Linked DNA regions of Sus scrofa: region 1 is linked to region 2. Evidence: chromatin contacts called from public Hi-C data. All regions are on one chromosome and are shown on one strand. The core of a region is the stretch at or near the end of the contact, and the rest is flanking DNA. Distances in the headings are between cores, read along the strand shown. Region 1 has its middle 180 kb from the start of KCNJ16. Region 2 has its middle 14 kb from the start of KCNJ16.

What was found. A called contact is a pair of places that touch in the nucleus more often than the background predicts.
Region 1: a contact with region 2 is called in a Hi-C map of embryonic fibroblasts, with 2.9 times the contacts expected there. The contact joins two enhancer-like sites. A contact is called at or near these places in 2 of 47 Hi-C or Micro-C datasets (embryonic fibroblasts and fibroblasts) and 1 of 2 datasets of contacts at active chromatin or transcription factors (skeletal muscle).

The regions. Positions count from the first base shown.
Region 1 is chr12:10,718,095-10,723,532 of Sscrofa11.1, reverse strand. No RefSeq gene overlaps it. Among named protein-coding and RNA genes, the nearest start is that of KCNJ16, 180 kb to the right of the region's middle. Within about 2 kb of position 3,987, at least 7 of the 83 cell types and tissues checked have an H3K27ac peak or open chromatin away from gene starts, as enhancers often do. A contact at or near this core is called in embryonic fibroblasts, where this site is marked.
Region 2 is chr12:10,549,518-10,555,171 of Sscrofa11.1, reverse strand. No RefSeq gene overlaps it. Among named protein-coding and RNA genes, the nearest start is that of KCNJ16, 14 kb to the right of the region's middle. Within about 2 kb of position 3,746, at least 5 of the 83 cell types and tissues checked have an H3K27ac peak or open chromatin away from gene starts, as enhancers often do. A contact at or near this core is called in embryonic fibroblasts, where this site is marked.

The DNA of each region.
Region 1 (5,438 bases), core at 2,738-5,237, 170 kb before region 2:
TTCCCACCCCTAACGGAGAGGCCGAACCTCCAAGAGGTGCTTCTCCCTCCCAGGTCATCTCCCTCTCTTTCAGAGCACTGCCTTCTCGGCAGGACTGTCTCTGACCCTGTACACTTTGAAGCCCTCCTTCCACTAAAGCTCTGGTGCCAGAATTCTAAGTCCTCTGATGGCAGACCTATTGCCTGCATCTTGCCGCTCACGGTGGGTCCCTTCTTTCTGGGATCCGTGATGTAATTTGCTTTTCTCCACAGCCTGGACCCCATCACACTCTCCTCTTGGTCACACAGTCTTCACCTGTTTTTTTTCCCTGGGGTACATTTTGTATCTTTCACTGCTGGTTTCTGTGGTTATTTACCTGCTTATATGAAAATCAGAGTTTTCAGTTTTGCAAGAGTCATGAGCTAAGGCAGATTTTATTTGCTCGGCTTGTTGATCTGCCACGGTGTTTGGTGGATATGTGGACAGACTTGGGTTGATGTGTCCATTGTTATCTTGGGCTATGGTCTTGATGCTGCCATTAACCTAGGACACTTTACCAGGCCCTTTTGGCAAGTCTTACAAAGGATCTTTAAATTGTATTCAAATGTTTTAATCCTAAACTAGTTGACAAGTCTGAGATGTCTTGCTCATACATTCACTAGAATAATAAATTAGTCTTTAAGATGCCTCTCAGTCCCCAAAACATTCTCAGTTGAATCACCTGTGACTACAAGAAGCATCTTGAAATTTAGGGCTCCAAGATCCTGTAACCGGTAACACCTTAAGCCCAAGCAAAAGGGCTTTTCTGGGCTTTGTTGTCTTGAGGGACTCACATAGCGCACACACGCAAACACACACTCAAATTATTAAGGAAACACACAGGCTTCTTTCTTGTCATTTGGGATCTAGCACTTGGTGTTGGCACAGTGTTGCCAGTAACCCTTAAAATCTCCTCTAATCACTGCTGTTACTCAAGCCTCAGAAAAGTTCCTCCATCTTCCTTGCAATACATGCTCAAGACAAAAGAAGAATTGTACCTGTGCTGACAGCAGAGATGGGCACTGATTCAGTGTGCAGGCAAAAAATTGGAACAGTTGGAGTTCCCCTTTTGGCTCAATGAGTTAAAGACCTGACGCTATCTCTGTGAGGACGGGGCTTCAATCCCTGGTCTCGCTCAGTGGGTTGAGGATCCAGCATCGCCGTGAACTGTGGCGAAGGTCACAGATTCGGTTCGGAGCTGGTGTTCCTGTGGCTGTGGTGTGGGCCTGCTGCTCCGATTTGACCCTTAGCCCAGGAATTTCCATATGCCGTGGGTGGGGCCATAAAAAGGAAAAAAATGTAATAGAAGGGCTTAATTTAAAGGTAAGACAAAGTAACTCATCAAATGATACAATAAAGTCTTATATAGTAGTATAGATTCTTACATAACCAAGTATATCATTTCCCAAGAGGGCCAAGCACCATTTTCTTGTTTCTCTTTATGATCTAATTTGTGATTTCAGAGGAACTCAAAAACTGTGCAGGATTTTCAAGCTGAGGAATATTTCACAGTATAAATAGTCCGTATTACTCTTACAGTTCGTATATATGTAAATAATATGCATGATGTGTGATACTGATTCGTTATAGATACTGGACAGATCCAAAATTCTAGAACTGCAAATGAATTTATTTTTGCAAAAATGTTTTCTTAAATTTTAGTTTTCTTTTTACATTCTAATAGGTAATTTTGAAATCTTTAGAAGAAAAATAACCTTTTTTAAATGACCAAACCTGCAGCATACGGAAGTTCCCAGGAAGCTAGGGTTGGATCAGAGCTACAGCTGCAGGCCTACGCCACAGCCACAGCAACACTGGACCCAAGCTGTGATCTTCACCCAAGCTGTGCTCTACACCACAGCTGGTGGCAACACTGGATCCTTAGCCCACTGAGTGAGGCCAGGGGTAGAAACTATCATCCTCACCAAGACTACATCAGGTTTTTAACCTGCTGAGCCACAATGAGAACTCCAAAAATAACTTTTTGAAACCAATTCTTATTTTATACTTTACATGTAATTTTCTTTTTTAATGAAAATATTCTCAAAATCATATATTTTGAATACAATTACATTTTGTGTTTTAATCCTTTAGTCACTACTCTCGGTATGTCATAACTTAAGTGAAAATCATTATTGTAATAATGTAATTAATGAGTTTGCTGAATTAAAGCAAGAAAAATCTATAGGACAGCTGTATAATAAGCTTATAAATAATGTATGTTTTTAATTTGATACTTATCCAGATATTGCCAACTTATCAACAGAACACCCAGATATGATAAGAATTAAACTCAGTCCGCTTAGATTTTTGGTCACTTCTCAGTGTCATAATAACTGTAACCGTATTAACTTCTTACTTTGTCATTACGAAGGTTTATTTTTCAAAGTTGGGGAGAGAATATAAAAGCAAGCCCACTTGCATTATTGTTCCAAGCCCTGCAAATATTTGGGTGCGGGTCTGCCTATAATCTTTCTTAGTAGTTATTTTAGAAATTTTTTCATTCTGGTAGCCAAATAATTTTTCTGTGTCGAACAAAAGTCTTTCCTACTTGAAGTCATTTTTTTTCTTATATTTAAGGATATGTACACACATGCATTTATATACCTATGGTGAGAATGACCACATGTATTTTATAAAATGTGTCTTACTAACCAACCATCTTCCTCAAGAAGGCAAATTTGAGGATTTTGTTGGTGTTCCCACATGTTTGTGATTTATTCCCCAGGTCTTAGCTCCCTACTACATACAAAGATATCTCTCTGCTTTTGAGAGGAAAATGTTGACTCCTTGATGTTATTATTAAAATATCATTGAGGAGCTATATATCTGGAGAGGGCACTTTATAGAAAAACATTGCAAATATATTTTACAGGTTTACTGAACATTCATTCCTCTCCAGTTGATCTAAAACCAGATTTTATTTGGCATGTGCACTTCTCAGTGATGGTATAGAGAGCACATCAGCTGAGTTGGCTTGGTGGTTTCTGATTCTGTCCCCTAAGGACTGTCATGCTGGCTGGAGTCTTAGCTGCTCATCTGTAAAATATACAGCTACTGATTCCAACCTACTACCTACCTCATAGACATGCGCTAATATTTTAATGAAAAGAACTTTGAGCTCTTTGGGGGAAAAAAAATCCTCTCTATAAACAGAGAATTGTTACCAGAATGTTCTTTTCATTAGTTCTTTGGATTCCCTTATGAAAGTCCCAGTCTACCTAATGGATGGAGATTTATAGATAGCCATTTGTAAAAGCACATCCAAACACACTCAAACATTAAACAAACACAGATGCACAAATGAGATTTTGAAATTGCCCGACAGTGGTACAGCCTGTACCTGGGAATTGATGGGAGGGACTGATTTTTTCATAACTCTAATTATTCTCACTCTCTACCATACATTTGAAACTTAAACTGCCTGAGCCAGCCAGCATGGAAATGGCAGTCCTTTTATAAAATTCTTAATAGTCCTCCAAAGGCAAAGCAAAATTAGGAACAGATTGTCTAAAACTAGGGCTACACTGGCCTTTAGAGTTTTTAGAGATTTTTAAGATCTCATTTAGATTACTGGAGATACCACGTAGTAAACTCTGAAGGACACACAACTAGTGACTTGTGAGCCAAAGATATAAACTTTGTAATTTCCTGTAGATTTCAGGCACTGCTATAGAAACTGAAGCTTTTAGAGCCTCTCAGAACTGCTTAGGGTTTTGTTTAGACGTGTGCAGACACTCCCTGAATGGCAGCTTCACATTACAGACTGTGGGCATTGGTCAAAGGTCCTGACTCAGGCTTTTATGACTTCCTCCCTCATTAAGCATGTGAGTGACACAAACAAGAGGAGATTCTAATGATGACAATAAAACATTGATTTGGATCGTCCACACGGGCGGCCTCCTCTACCCCAATTCACTCCACTCTTGCTCAACCCTCTACTGGACTCTGGCTCACGCTGGCCATCTTCTGTTACCATTTGGCAAAAGTCTTCTGCCCTAAATATTCCTGTCTTGCACAATGGAAACGGTACCCATAAGGTCTCAATCAAATTGTCATGTGAATTATTTTACATTTCATGAGGAAGATAAAAATAAACTAGATTGAGATTGGAAAAACCATTTCATATCATCAACCTCAAGCTGTCTTCATCTGTAGTCATTCCAGTGTGGTTTCATCCACTTTCTAACCTATCCGTTGAATCCTTTCCTTGACGGTGACTCAGGCCACCCTTCTGTTGCCCAATTCTTGTTACGACTTGGGAGGTTGTTGTGGTTGGTTTGTTTTTAATATCTTGCCCAATCTTTCCATTTTTAGTTCCAGACTATTGCTTTTAACCACTTTCAACTCTCTCCTTCTTTACAGAATGACACAGTACTATATACAATCTAGCTCAAATACTTTCTTCACTCTCATTCCACGGTGGCTGCATCATACCCATGCATGCTACAAAAATAACAAGTGGGAGATGGTTATACCATTTCTTGTGATTCTCTGAGGGGTCCAGTTCGAGGGAACTCATGGTTATTACCGCATGGATAGCTGTCCTGTGATGTTGGTGACATTACGTCCCATTTGGTAGTGGAGAAAGTGAGAGGCAAGAGAGCCAAGGTCATCCAATTAGGAATCGGTGGTGTTAGTAACCTGAGTCCAAGTCTCATGGAGTTCAAACGTATTTTTCTTCGTTGTTCACCTCTCTACTAGTCTTTTTTTTTTTTTTTTTGGACCCTGGAGAGGAGCTTCAATTTTTTCTACCAACTTCAGCAGAAAGCATAACACATTTAAACTCGAAAGCAGCTACCCACATAGGACCTGGCCCAAGAAGCTTATCAGCAATTCTGCAATTCTTTGTTTAATAACCTACTGCCTAGGTAGCTAATAACAGAAACAAGTACAGAAAATGATTGCAATTTTTTCCCAGTGAAATTTCACTGTCCGTTTCAATAGTGCTGAGTGACTGAGTGGGAGTAATGGCTATTACTTTCTTAGACTTATTTTGTATTCTGCAATGTGTTTTGCTTTAAAAAAAATCAGGATATCATTTTGAATATTCTCGTTCATCCCTGTGAGGCTGATTTTCATCTGATGGCTTCACATGTTACCCTCTTAATCAAGTGGAGTAAGCTGGTGCTATAACTAAGTCCGACAACAACAACAAGTTGAAAAAAGTGAACAGGATCTCAGAAATGCTTCTATCACCACCTCTAGACTTCTTTTTTTGCTTAATTTGTAACATTTTCTTTCTCAAGTGTGTTTGTCTTATTCATTGAGCAGCTGCATAAATCATTAGAAAATGGCCAGGAATGCAGGCATGCTCCCCCAACATTCTCCTTTGGTGCTTTAATTTTATTTTAGTATAATAGAATTAACACAGGTGTAGCCAATGTTTTTACAGTGGTATTTTTGGGTGCGGGTTAATT
Region 2 (5,654 bases), core at 2,497-4,996:
TTCAGGGGACCCCAGGCTCCTTCCATCTTCTGAGACTCCTACAGGGCCTCATCGTCTTCTCCATTCAGTTACCATGTGGGGAAGAAAAGGCAGTCTCTTGTATGTGTCATTTGATGGGTCAGGCCTGGAGATAGTGAAATTTGTTGCCACTCACATTCCATTGGCAGTACTCAGTTAGGTGGCTACACCTAAAAACAAGGGAACTTGGGAGGTGTAGACTATCACTGTACTTGAGAAGGAAAGGACATGTACTTGATGGAGAGCTAGTCAGCCTCTTCCCAGTCTGTTCCTAGTCACTGAACATCCGTTTCATGCTCCAGCTGCACATGGAGTACAACTCTCCTTCCCGAAGGTAGAAAACCCAAGGTAACCACCAGTCATTGCCTCAAGTTCAAATCCCAGATCCTTTGCTGATGTTCAGGTCTCTATAAACAAGGACTGAAGAAGGTTCCTTGAACCCATGAACTATATCTACTTACACACACATTCAGTATCCAATGACGATACAGAGGCAGGAAAACCATATTTCAAACTCTGGGTTGAAAAAGGAAAAAATGAAAGACACACAGCCATTACTGTTCCACATCAATTTTGAAATTCTTCTAGAAAATATTAAGAAGGATCTTACTCTGAGTAGGGAAAGTCCTTCATTTAATCTTGAATTATGCTTTTTAGAACCTCCCCTTCTGAGTGTTCTCCTTGAATCCTGCCTCAGGCCTCTGCAATGTCCATCTTTGTCCACCATCCCTCATGGGCTTAATGAAGTGGATGTTGGGGACTATATGGCCCTGGTGAAATTAGGGGACCCAGTATTAATCTTAAAGCTTAAGAAGTCAGTATTTTTAGATCAGGCTCATAGTGTCTTTCTTTAGTGATATAATTTTCTCCAAAGTTAACATGCTCTATAACCTTTTTTTATTTCTAGATAATCCCGTGTACCAGTAACTGCATTTGAAGGGTTTTTTGTCTGTTTGTTTGTTTGTTTTGTCTTTTTAGGGCTGCACTGGTGGCCTTGGAGGTTCCTAGGCTAGGGGTTGAATCGGAGCTGCAGCTGCTGGCCCATGCCATAGCCATGACAACAGCTACGTCAGATCTGATCTGTGTCTTCGACCTACACCACAGCTATGGCAACGCTGAATCCTTAACCCACTGAGTAAGGCCAGGGGTCGAACCTATGTCCTCATGGATACTAGTCAGATTTATTTTCACTGAGCCACAATGGGACTCCTGAAGTTTTGGGTTTTTTTAATAACAATATTTCTCAGGTCTGAGGTTTTTTGTTTTTTGTTATTTATTTATTTATTTATTTTTTGGTCTTTTCTGTCTTTTCTAGAGCTGCACAGGCAGTATGTGGAGGTTCCCAGGCTAGGGGTCTAATCAGAGCCATAGTCACCAGCCTACCCCAGAGCCACAGCAACGCCAGATCCGAGCCATGTCTGTGACCTACACCACAGCTCGTGGCAACCCCAGATCCTTAACCCACCGAGCGAGGCCAGGGACCAAACCTGCAACCTCATGGTTCCTAGTTGGATTCATTAACCACTGAGCCATGATGGGAACTCCTGATTTTTTAATTTGGTTCCTTATTCACCTTCCTCTAAGCCAATCACAGCCTCCTCAAAGCCATCAGAAAAAAATACGTTTGAAAACCATACCCTTGATCTGATCTGATCTTAAGGCTGTGTGTTTTGTTGTTGTTATTTTAATTTTTGCTAAGAATTTTACTATATTTTGCCATTCAGAGCCTTTTTCAATTTATCCAACCCTAAAAGTTGTTGATCTCTGGATACCATATCCACCTTGATTTCTGCTTCAAAAACTAGCTGGGTTTTGTTTATTCATCTCTTTTTTGTTATATATTGCTAAGAGTGGCCAATAGTAGCAAATAGACATTGTTATTCTCATTAACCTCTTGTATAACCTCACAGACTTAATAATTACGTGAGGTCCGGTCTGGCTTTCTATTTACTGTAGCTGGTAGTTCTACTATATATTTTCCCATGGAACACCATAAACTAGACCTTCGTCTTTCTAGCCTCCTATATCAGTTTCTCTACTACAGCTGACTAATAAGCTAATGCCACAAATTTTAGGTCTGTGCTATGTTAGCACCCAGCTTCCAAATACTAATTTCTAAACTAGTTAATGTAATATTAGGTATTATGACAAATAAACCCTGTAATCTTAGAGCTTTAGGACTCTAATGATTTATTTCTAGCTCATATCGTAGTTCGTAGTGGCTAGTTCTGATCAGGAAGCTGTATATGTCGTCATTCAAGGACAAGTTCCTTCCATTTTACACTTTTACCTTATTATAGGTTGTCATGTCTTTTTCTGTTCAGGAACAGATGGGGAAAGAGAGCATGGATCACTTGTAGGATTTTGTTATGAACTGAGCTGGAAGTGAACATCATTTTTGCCCATCTTCTATTGTTCAGAATTGGCATATGGCTACATGTAATTGCAAAGGGTGATAAGATATGTATTCTTGTGGTGTGTTTCCAGTGGGAAAAGGTAATGGGTTTTGGTGCATATGTGCAGTCTCTGTCACACAGAGGACACGGAATTGAGTGTATTTGGCGCTTTGTTATACAGTGTTGTTTAGGCCCTATGAACTGTTGTTGATAGTTATGGAATATTTAGCAGCTACAGCATAATATGGATAGCTTAATATTGATATGAAAATTATCTTAGAATCTTGAAGTTCTCAAAGCATCCTAGATCAGAAGTCATTTATATACAGGGGTATTATTGACATATTATTATATGTTTCATTGATAGACTTTTATGACACCTGGTAATCAGGCATTGTGTTAAGTGCTAGGCTAATGGAGATCAACAGGATATATTCTTATCATCAAAAAGCTCTCAGTGTTCCAGAGGAGGCAAACATGTACACATGTAACTAAAATACAATCCTTTTATTCTATAATAAAACTCTATATGTTTGGGATTAACATATACACACTCCTATATATAAAATAAATAATAAGAACCTATAGGACTCCTATATATAAAATAGATAAATAATAGGACCGGGAAGAATATTTAACATCTTTTAATAACCTATAATGGAAATGAATCTAAAAAAGAATATATCTGTATTTGTCTGTTCCACATATGGAATATATTTATGGAACTGAAACACTTTGCTCTACACCCAATACAAACACAACATTGTAAATAAACTATATTTCAATGAAAAAAATGGTTTAAAAACTATATATATGCTATATAAGCATAAAAAGGCGAGTTATTATGTCAGTCTTATAGAAAAGTAAACAGGACTGGTGATGGAGAAGTCAGCAATAAAGAATGGAGTCCTGTTTTTGTTTTTTGCTTTGCTATGTAAATGTATTATCTTATTAAATAAGAAATATTATGAGTAGGGGGTTATCAAAATACTAAACATGCCAAACTGAAGAAGTAAAAACAAAACGTATTTTAAAAGGTCAGTGGTTTTTCTAGTTCAATGTTTTAGGAAAGAGATCTTGAAATCTTAAAATCTAGAATGTTCAAACTAAGAAAATCAGCAAATCCGTTTTCCCCCTTTTTGTGGTTTCCATTGTTGACATTGAAGAGGAACTGGAATGAATAAGTTAATGGTCAAAAGTTTGTTTTTGAGATGCCTCCAGTGTGGCGCTTGGGCAACCTCCCATGATGCTAGGTCCCCATTGGGTCTGACGAAGGCAGACATTCATAAGCCTCTCACCGCCAGTGCTTGGAACCCTGCCACCTCATGCGAATAGACAACCACAAGTATTTCATTCCGAATATCAGTACCAGAAGCTAGAAGCATGGAATGCTCACAGTATGCTTTGAACCTCATAATTGTTCCTTGTAATAATAAATTTTTACATTTGAACCTGTGAGTTATCAAGGAAAAAGAAACACAAAGCCACTTTGGTTAAAGGATAGACTTAAAATAACAGGAATTTTGGAGATGGAAAAATACCTCTTTTCTTTGTTGGCCCAAGGATTTATGTTTGGGGAAAAAATGATTCAGAGGTTGATGGCCTTTCTTGGACATTAACAAACTGTAGAACAGTTTGCGTCCCTGACAAAGGATGGTGTGTAAATTCTAATAGGGAGAGGCTGTGACAGAGGAAAAAAAAAGAGCAAAGTCCGGCAGCTCGATGTTTATAAAAAGAGAAACTCTTTGGATTTTTTTTGTAAGGAAAATTTATTATGAAATTATCTTAGCCTTTACTAGAGAGTGAGAACATTTGTTGTCTTTAAACTAGAATACGAATATTTCTGAACGTGATATATCCATACAAACAACAGTTTTTTTCCCAGCCAACTTGTTATACTCAACTCATGCTTATCAGATTCTGACCCTTATACAAATGAATTCCAGATGGGAGAAACAGTCAAACATTTAAACATTAGAAGTCCCGTGACAAAAGAATAAAGAAAAAGTAGACATTCCTCCCCACCCCCAAATTTCTGAAGAGGAGAAATGTGAATGGAAAACATTGACAGTTGGACTTCTGATACGTTTTCAAAATTTTATATGTAAAAAATCAATGGTATTGTAAGGCAAACTAGAGATTACCACAATGGTTGTATCAAACAGGGGAAGGAATTTTTCTCTCTTTTTAATGCCAAATGCAAATTTATAACAAAATAATTAACTATTAGATATATTGTCCAGTGTTGTAGCTGACTTACAAGTGAGCAAATACAAATAATAGACATGCAAATGAGAATGTTTACTTATGTTAACTGTAAAAACACTATCATTAAATTGAGGTCACATTTCACTTATTAAATTACAATAAACATCAGAGGAGAATTTTTAAAGCTAGCAAAAACATCATGGACTGACTTTCCTGCATCACTGAGGGCATTGTAAATTGGTAAAAATGTTTTGGAATTTAACTTGAAATTTTCTGTATTTGTTGATTGAATGAGCTGGGTTCAGAGGTATGAAACTGTAAAATAATTACATTTTTCTTCCACAGTACCCTGTTAAAGTTTTGTGTTGAATCTTCCTTCTTTGCCTTTGGATAGAAACCTCTGGTAAATTAATTCTCAAGTAAGCGGAAGTCCAGTTTGAGGAGTTCCCCGGTGGCCTAGTGTTTAAGAATCCTGCATTGTCACTGCTGTTGTGTGGGTTTGATCCCTGACCCAGGAACTTCCTCATGCTGCAGACAAGGCCAAGAAAAAAAAAGTCCAGTTCGAGATTTAGAAACAAACCAAAAACAAATCCTTCATTATATAATCCTGTTTCAAGCTTCGTCACTAAACTCCTTCTGACTTGGAGCTTGGAATCCTACAGTAGAGAAGGTGGATACTCTGTTATTGTCTGTCTCATTCTTTTGTTCCTCCTCCCTTACCAGCTATGTTGTTCCTTGGGCCCTCCTTGGTAATAAGGAGTCAGAGACGAGACATCAGGGCTTAGAAGTTATCTATCCACTGGCGCAGTTGTAACCTGGGTTTAGTGCCTTGTGATGGAGGGAAGTACTTAAATGCTGCTCTTTCTGCCTCAGGGTATTTTATGGCTTCTTCAAGGACTACCCACAATACCATTCCCAAACTGGGCAATGCCCCAGCTGGGTGGCCGTGCATGACATCCGTCAGAACTCCTGCTTGTGGTGGTGATCTTCTGATAACCTCTTACCCTTGTGGACTCTCAGCCCTGGCAGGCA